Regions from separate parts of the Mus musculus genome. Here region 1 is linked to region 2. A link is a contact called in public promoter capture Hi-C data. All regions are on one chromosome and are shown on one strand. The core of a region is the stretch at or near the end of the contact, and the rest is flanking DNA. Distances in the headings are between cores, read along the strand shown.

Region 1 (3,788 bases), core at 373-2,872, 1.2 Mb before region 2:
GCTCTTAGGGCCCCCTTGTTCAGCAGGGTCAGGAGAGCAGGATTCATTGTAGGACCTGGCAGGTGGGACACGGGGGTGGGGGGGGAGATTGGGGGAAGGAGCATCTTAGAACTTTTTTTTTTCCAAAGAGGAAATCTTTCAGACATCCCCAGGACCTTCCTGAAGCAGAAGCAAAGAAGATGAGGGGATGGTGGGAAGTGGGCAGATGAACAGGATGTCATGCCTGGAGACCAATGTCAGAGAACAGCCTATGGTCTCCGTGTAGCTTGTGAGCTCAAGGAGGGACAGAGATGAAGGGAGCTTTAGAGTGAGGCCATCTGTAGAGTGCTCCATACCAGTTCTCCACTGGGCACACGTGGCGGTTCATCACGGCCATGGCATACCTGTGGGAGCACAACTGTCACCCTGTCCTCATGGCTCTTCAGACCCCACCACCACCTCCTGGCTCTTTGACTTTTGACCTCATTCAGCCTCAATGCCCTGGCTGGGAATTTATTTGGTGGGGTGAAGAGGGAGGTAGTTACTGATGCTGGAGCAGACCCTGCACAATTGCCTCCACTAGAGAGCCTCTGGAAGTTGCCCTGTCTACAAGTGTATGTCAGAGCTGTCCTGCTGGACCGCAGTGGTGCCAGCTTGTCCCAAGAGGCTGTGTGCCCAGGAATCAGGCCAAGCTTTGGAGACAGAAAGAGTGACCCTGGGTACCATTCTGGAGCCTGCAAACGGGACAAGGGACTTTGTGTGTGTGCCATCAAGTTTCTATTAGACCCCCCCCTCCACACCCCTCTTACTCACACAGTCCATATGCCGGTGATGGAGAAGGCTGACAGGCTGACAGGAAGGAGGATCCAGGCGGTCATGAGGGAGTGGAGCCAGGGTGGTGGTAGTTTGGGGGTAAGGACAACAGGTAGGTGGGGAAAAGGGGGCAGGCCCAGCTACTTTGAGATATTTCGGTCACAATCATCAGCTGCCCTGGCCTGGTTGGGGAGAGAGATCAAGGTCCAGGGTCTGGTGACTGACCAGGGCGGGCGGGGGGGGGGGGTTGGGAGGGGGATGGGGATGGTGGGCAACACTTCATCCAGAGCTCTCCTTGGGCGTTTGATTGTCCAGACTTTGGGATGAGCCCCGGCAGGAACGTGGCACCCTCTGGCTTATCCATCTGGGGCCTCCGCGGTCTACCCAAATGCCACGGGCGCGCTGAGAGACTCGGGCAGGGCTGTAACATCTGGAAAGAGAGCCACGCTCCCCGGCCTGAGGGACGTCGGCTTGGTGAAGGCTGGAGCTAGGACAATCAAGGGGATCATGCCAAGGAAAGCCTGGGAGGGTGCGCCGGGCCGAGAGAGCGGCTCTGAGTCGTTGCCGGGCGGGCAAACCACCTGACCACCGCGCCCCGGCAAAGGGGCGGGTTCTCGAGGGAAGCTTGACCGGGTCCAGTTCGCGTGGGTACGGGGACCCCAATTTAGGTAGGAGTGTGCAGCCAGCGACAATACCCCCTCCCTCCAGAGCCCTGCTCCCCAAGGCGATCCCTCGGAGGCCGCGGGAGAAAAGGAATCCGGTACGCACCTCCCCGGAGCTCCCCGCCGCCGCTGCCGCCTCTCCCTGCTCGGCCCCCTCGTGGCCGCGTCTCCAGCTGCGGCCCTCGGAGCAGCCCTGAAAGGTTTAAAGGGCCGAACGGCCCCGCCCCTGGCGGCCCCAGGCCCGCCGCGCCGCCCGCCGGGACGTGGAGTCCGCGCAGCCCGGGCCCGGGTGCCAGAGCCCCGCCCGAGACTACAACTCCCGAGCCCCCGCGGCAATGTCACGGGGGAAACATGGGCGGTGCCCCAAGTCTAAGGGACCTGGGCGCCCGAGGCTATGACCCGGACACCTCTGACACTTAAGATCTAGAGGGCAGTTGTCATTCCTGCGGAGGGAGTGCGGGCGGGCTAGCCCGGCAGCTCTGCCTGTGCATGTCGCCTGTGGCTGTCATCGTGCACGTGGCTTGAAGAAGCTTTCCACTGTCTCAGTGGACTATATGACTTTGGGGGAAGCTCCTTCAACTCTCTCAGTGTGGCGCCCCAAGCCTGCCACTGTCTGAACAGGCATGAGGCTGGTGGGTGAGAAGCCAAGCACCGAGCCTAGGCTTGGCTTGGGAAACCCAAAGCTGGCTGGGTTCTGCTACCCAACTCTGTACCCTCCGGCCCGTCCCTTTTAGCAAACTCTGGAAAGGGCTGGCTTTGATTTTATTTTGGGGACACACGAGAACTGGCCATAAGTCACGGTGTCCAAGATGTTTCCTGACTCAACAACACTTACTTAAAATATGGTATAGGGTCCTAAAGGATATCCATTCTAAATACATGCAGGTGCCTGTGTAGGGCGGATAAAGATTAAAGCAGCCAGGTGTTCATTAGCAGAGGGAAGGTGAGGGACTCAAGTGGAATCTAGGAAGAGAAAACAGGACTATGTGGGGATAAGTTATTTATTAGTCTCTCCTTAATGGAAAGAGTGTGCTCCCTGGATATTCTTTTCTTGATGGAAAGGGCATGGCTACTTCTGCTTACATAGGACAATTGTTCCTGGTTCTCCCTATAAGCAGTGGGACCCCCATGAGACAGCGAATCATTATCCCAAGGGGATATGATCCCAGGCTGGTAAGAGTGGGAGATAGCCACCCCTAGTGAAACCAGGGCTAGCTGCACAAAGTCCTGTGCTGAAACAAAACAGAGCCAAACAAGTGGTGAACTGGACCTTTAAGAGGAGAAACCTTTTGGGGGATCCAAATGGAGGGCAGGAATGGTACAGAAACTACTAATGGCCTTTTCTCGCCTACCATCAGAACTTTAGTGAAAACAGGGCCAAGAAATATGGCTGTGCAATGATCACTGGACAAGACTAGCTGGCTGAATTGACAGGGGTGGAGGTGGGTATAAAATCCAGGCCAGCTTCTGACCTTTGGGACAAAGGTGACTCTCTCAGTAACAGAACATCTTCCTGTCCCACTACATTACAACTAACCAGGTACCTTTTTCTCTTTTATGTGAGGCTGTGAACCATCATTGAAAGCTATCTTGGGGTGCAGGGGGATTAGTGTCCTATTATATAATTCAGATTAACCTCATACTAATGATCCTTCTGACTTTAGCCTCCAGAGTGCTAGGATTACAGGCAACACGCCTGGTTAGCTTGTTTTCTTCCCCTCAAGAGAGGGAATATATAGTCCTGCGGTTAGAATACCAAGTGCTTTTTAACAGCGGAGCCATTTCTCTAGGCACACACGTGCGCGAGCATACATACACACACACACACACACACACACACACACACACACACACACACACACGAATGAGACAAGGTCTCACTACATACCTCAGGCTGGATTTGCCTGGCTCCCCAGTGCTGGGATTAAAAGTGTGCTCCACCAAGCTCAGCTTAGTCTTTTGATTCTCATCCTGCCTCTGCCTTGGTACTGCCATTATAGGCCTATATAGGTACACCGTTTCACTTTGTGGTTCCTAACTTATTGATTGTATCCTACTGAGCTGGGTTTGTCTCTCTGTTTCACCTTTAGGGGAAGGTCTTGGAAGATTGTTCACGAGCTCTACTGATTCTCCTGACTTGTTAGGTGTTAGAATTCCCGGGCGGTGGTGTTGCAGGCACTTTTAGGTTTAATATGCCAACCTGAATAATCCCTAAAACAACTCTCTTAAGATGAAGGTCTAATGAAGCCCAGGCTTTAAGGACACCTGAAAGAGGAAGCTGCCTAAGAGGACAAAAGTGAGACCAGATGTCTTTCAAAGTTTCAACTCTTAGGT
Region 2 (3,655 bases), core at 595-3,094:
TTGCGGACCACTTTGGGTCCATAGGTGATGGTGAGTTTGATTTTCTTCCCTTCATGCACGATTTCTGACACCCCCTTGATGTCCTTCCCTTTCTGGATGAGGTCCTCGGGCAGACCTGGTAGAGACCATGTAAAGTTAAAAACTGGGAGAACAGAGACCCCACACATTTCCATACAGTAGTCCTGTGAGCAGTTAGGTCTTTGCCTTCTGATGCGGAAAGTCGGTAGTCTGCTAGTACTTTGCCAGTTAGTACTATTATTTTTTGAGACAGGGTCTCTTGCAGCCTAGGTTAGCCTTAACTCACTCTATGGTGGAGGATGACCTTGAGTGTCTGATCCTCCTGCTTCCACATCCTTAGTGCTAAAATCGCAGTCATGTGCCATTGTACCTGGCTTATATGGTGCAAGGGATTGAACCCAGGGCTTCATGCATGCTAGGCAAACACTCTACCAACCGAGCCACATTCTCAGCCCAGCGATTCATTTGTTGTAAAGACCCTTCCCTCTGTGGCTCCCTGCTTCTTACTCATCCTCCCCTCCACCCCCCACAGATCCCTCCTTCTTTAGTGGCCTGGCTCTTAGAGTGGGAACACTTCATCCTCCAGAATGTTTAGCTTCCAAATCCAATTACCTTTGAAGTGATATGGGAGCTACAGATAATTAGGCCATGCACAAAGTAGGACCATGCCTGGCAAACTTGCTGTGGCCTCTGGAGTCAAGGCTCTTGGGGGTAATGTACAAAAATCCTTTACCCTAGAATAGGGCTTTTCAGATTTCAGAACAAATCTGTGCTTTTACATGAACAGGAGTTCACAAGAACCGGGGAGTTCACAGTGACAGTGGAGGGTCCCTTGCAAAACTAAGGGATCCTCACATTCATGATCTTTGACTTGTCTGCAAAAGAAGCTCTGAGTCCTAGGATGACCCGAGAGTCCTTTCCCCACTCTTGCTGTTCCTCATCTTTTCCATGTTGGTAACCCCCTTTGTTCCACTTCCCCCTCTGCCCACAGGCCTCTTTCTTCCTGTTATATACTCTTCTCTCCCTGGTTCCAGGCTCAGCTTTCATCATCACAGTCTCCCCCGTACCTGAGTACCCTGGGAGACATAGGGTGTTTAAATAGGGTCTCTGGGACCCAGCACCTGCTTCTAACTCCAACACAAACACTCTCTAAACTGTGAGCCTCATCACAGCTACCTCACCTACCCCAGTCGCCTCAACTGTAAAATGGGAAAACAGCTCAGTTTTATGGTGAGTATTTACTGTGGGCATTGCATGGCAATGCCTGGTATAGAGTCATACATATTAGGAGACACTTCATTCCATTTATCTCCAAATAACTGGTCAAGATTGTAGCTTTGTCTCTGAACATTGGTCAGGATTGTAGCCTATCACACTCTGTCTCTCTGGTATATGTACAAGCATGGGGTTGGCGTATGGTTGGCCTTGAATCAATGTTTGCTAGAAAGTGAGTGAAGGAACAAGGTCTTAGAATAAAGTGCCATGAGACACACACTTCGAACCAGTTCATCTTCCAATGTAGGGTTGTTTCCACTTCCCTGGAGTAGCTTTGTCCAGTGGGGAGCAGTAAAAGTAACAAGAGAGCAGGAGAGTCACTGGAGAACTCCTCAATTCGGTATAGCCTGGACCCCTCCTTCCACCTCAACACCAGACCTGGACTATCTGTTGATAGTAGGGCTAGCCCCTCGTTGCTGTCATAATCACCACTCACCTATTGCCTTCATGAATGGCTCAAAGTTCTCCTGGCTCTGCAATTGGTACTTGCCGGAGAAGTTCATGGTGGCAACGAGGCTTCCTTTCCACAGCTGACCACAACAGCTCTGCCTGCCAGGTCACCCACTGTTGCCTATTTTATAAGGGGATTCTTCCTCCTCAGATATAGGCCATAGGTCAGTGATTGTCGATTTATTTATGGCCAGGCTCAAACATTAACTCCTGAGAGCAATGGTCAACGATAAAAATCAGAGTGGGCAAGGCAGAGGTTTGTTCTAATTCAGCAAACATTAGTGAGTCCAACCAAGGGCAAAGCTCTCTGTAAATGTTGCCTTTATGGTGACTTAACCCTACTCATGAAATAAGTGTGCATGGTTGAAATGTATGTTGACAAATGTATGTATGTGCAACATACATACATTTAGAAATAATTTAGAAACATGTGAATCACATCTCCAGCAATGCACATATGCATATATACCTAAGTGCACATATGTATGTGTTTGTACATGTGTACACTTGTATGTATGCATATATTTATATACATGTCACTACATATCCATATGTACATACATAAACACACATACGTGTGTGTGTGTGTGTGTGTGTGTGTGTGTGTGTGTGCGCGCGCATTACATGGGGAGAAATACCTTTGAACTCAAAACCTTTTTCATATAACCTTATGTTTATTTCTCATTTTTTATTATTATACAAACATAATTTTACATACATTTTATCAGTCCTTAAAGCTGTTTTGTATTTTGAGAATTCTTCTTCAATGATTCCAAGCAAGCCTCAATCCAGGCAAGTCTCAGTCCAGGCAAGCCTTAGTCCAGACAAGCCTCCCCTTTGAAGGCATCTACTGTCAGCAGGTGTAAGCTCTTTAACTAAAGCAGCAGTCTGAAAACTTAGATTATTTTATCTGCTAGAGACAAGTCCAGCCAAGAAAGATGGCATTACCTGCTGACTTTGTCCCATCCCTGCCTCACAACTAAGAACAGGGCACTAAGATGGTACACGGGCATTCAGCCTGACTAGAAGTGGCCTTGGGGAAGAGGCCTAAGGATGCTTCCAAAGATCTCTGATGTTCTTGTTTGTCATGGGGGAATTGTCACCCAGAGCATCTTCATCTCCCCATTCCAGCATCCTAGGCAGTTCTCAGCAAGTGCCACTTCACAGCCTATTTCTCTTCTGTTTAGACTTTAGCATCAGCCTCATTACTCACAGCCATCGGCCCTCCATCCTCTAGTCTTTTCTGCCCCGAGGCTACATAGACTTATAAATCTGAGGCTGGGGTATGCCATGCCTCAGTTTTGAACCCATGGTCCCTATTGCTCTAGCAGTGACAGGCCCCGGATAGCGTGGAAGGTCTGTGTCTACTGTCCTGACTGTGATGACTGCTCAAAATAGAGCTTGCACTTTGCTTTCATTTTTGTCTTGCAAAATGACTGCCATTGTCTAAGCTTCTAGTGAGGCTGTTAGGCTTGCCAAACCCAGCCTCATCACCCACCTTTCCCTAGAGGTCACAGGCATAGGCCAGCTGAAGGTGTCGGGGTATTTCTTCCTCTATGTTTGAATTTGTGTCTCTTCTACACTTTTCCTGTCCTCCAGCTGTCTGCCTCCCTGTAACTCCTCCCAGCTAGTGGGCCTACCCCCATTCTGTCTCCTCCATTCAGCTGGGCTGGCTTCTCTGCATTCTTCCTCATTGTGCTCCTTCCTTGGGAGTCTTGATGGAGAGCACATGAAATGAGCTCAATCAGTGATGGTTCAGCAAAGAGAAACCTCCAAAAGATAACGCGGCCACGGCTCTTGTGGTGCAGAAGTAGTAGGAGATACAGAGTAGTGAGATCAGCAAGCTGGTCCTGTAATCAGTGAATCACATGAGCTCTGAGGCAAGGGGACTTGAGGGGAAGTACGAATGTGT

Evidence for each region. Promoter capture Hi-C pulls out the DNA fragments that hold promoters and counts their contacts.
Region 1: a contact with region 2 is called in a promoter capture Hi-C map of liver, with 2.0 times the contacts expected there. The contact joins the promoter of Tmem150a here to the promoter of Fabp1 in region 2. A contact is called at or near these places in 3 of 39 promoter capture datasets (cranial neural crest and liver).

What each region holds. Positions count from the first base shown.
Region 1 is chr6:72,353,317-72,357,104 of GRCm38.p6, reverse strand. It overlaps Tmem150a (transmembrane protein 150A), which reads right to left and starts at 1,622. Exons shown (of 8, transcript NM_144916.3): 1 at 1,561-1,622; 2 at 793-974; 3 at 336-383; 4 at 1-55. The coding sequence starts at 857.
Region 2 is chr6:71,198,068-71,201,722 of GRCm38.p6, reverse strand. Fabp1 (fatty acid binding protein 1, liver) reads right to left here and starts at 1,844. Exons shown (of 4, transcript NM_017399.5): 1 at 1,730-1,844; 2 at 1-115. The coding sequence starts at 1,796.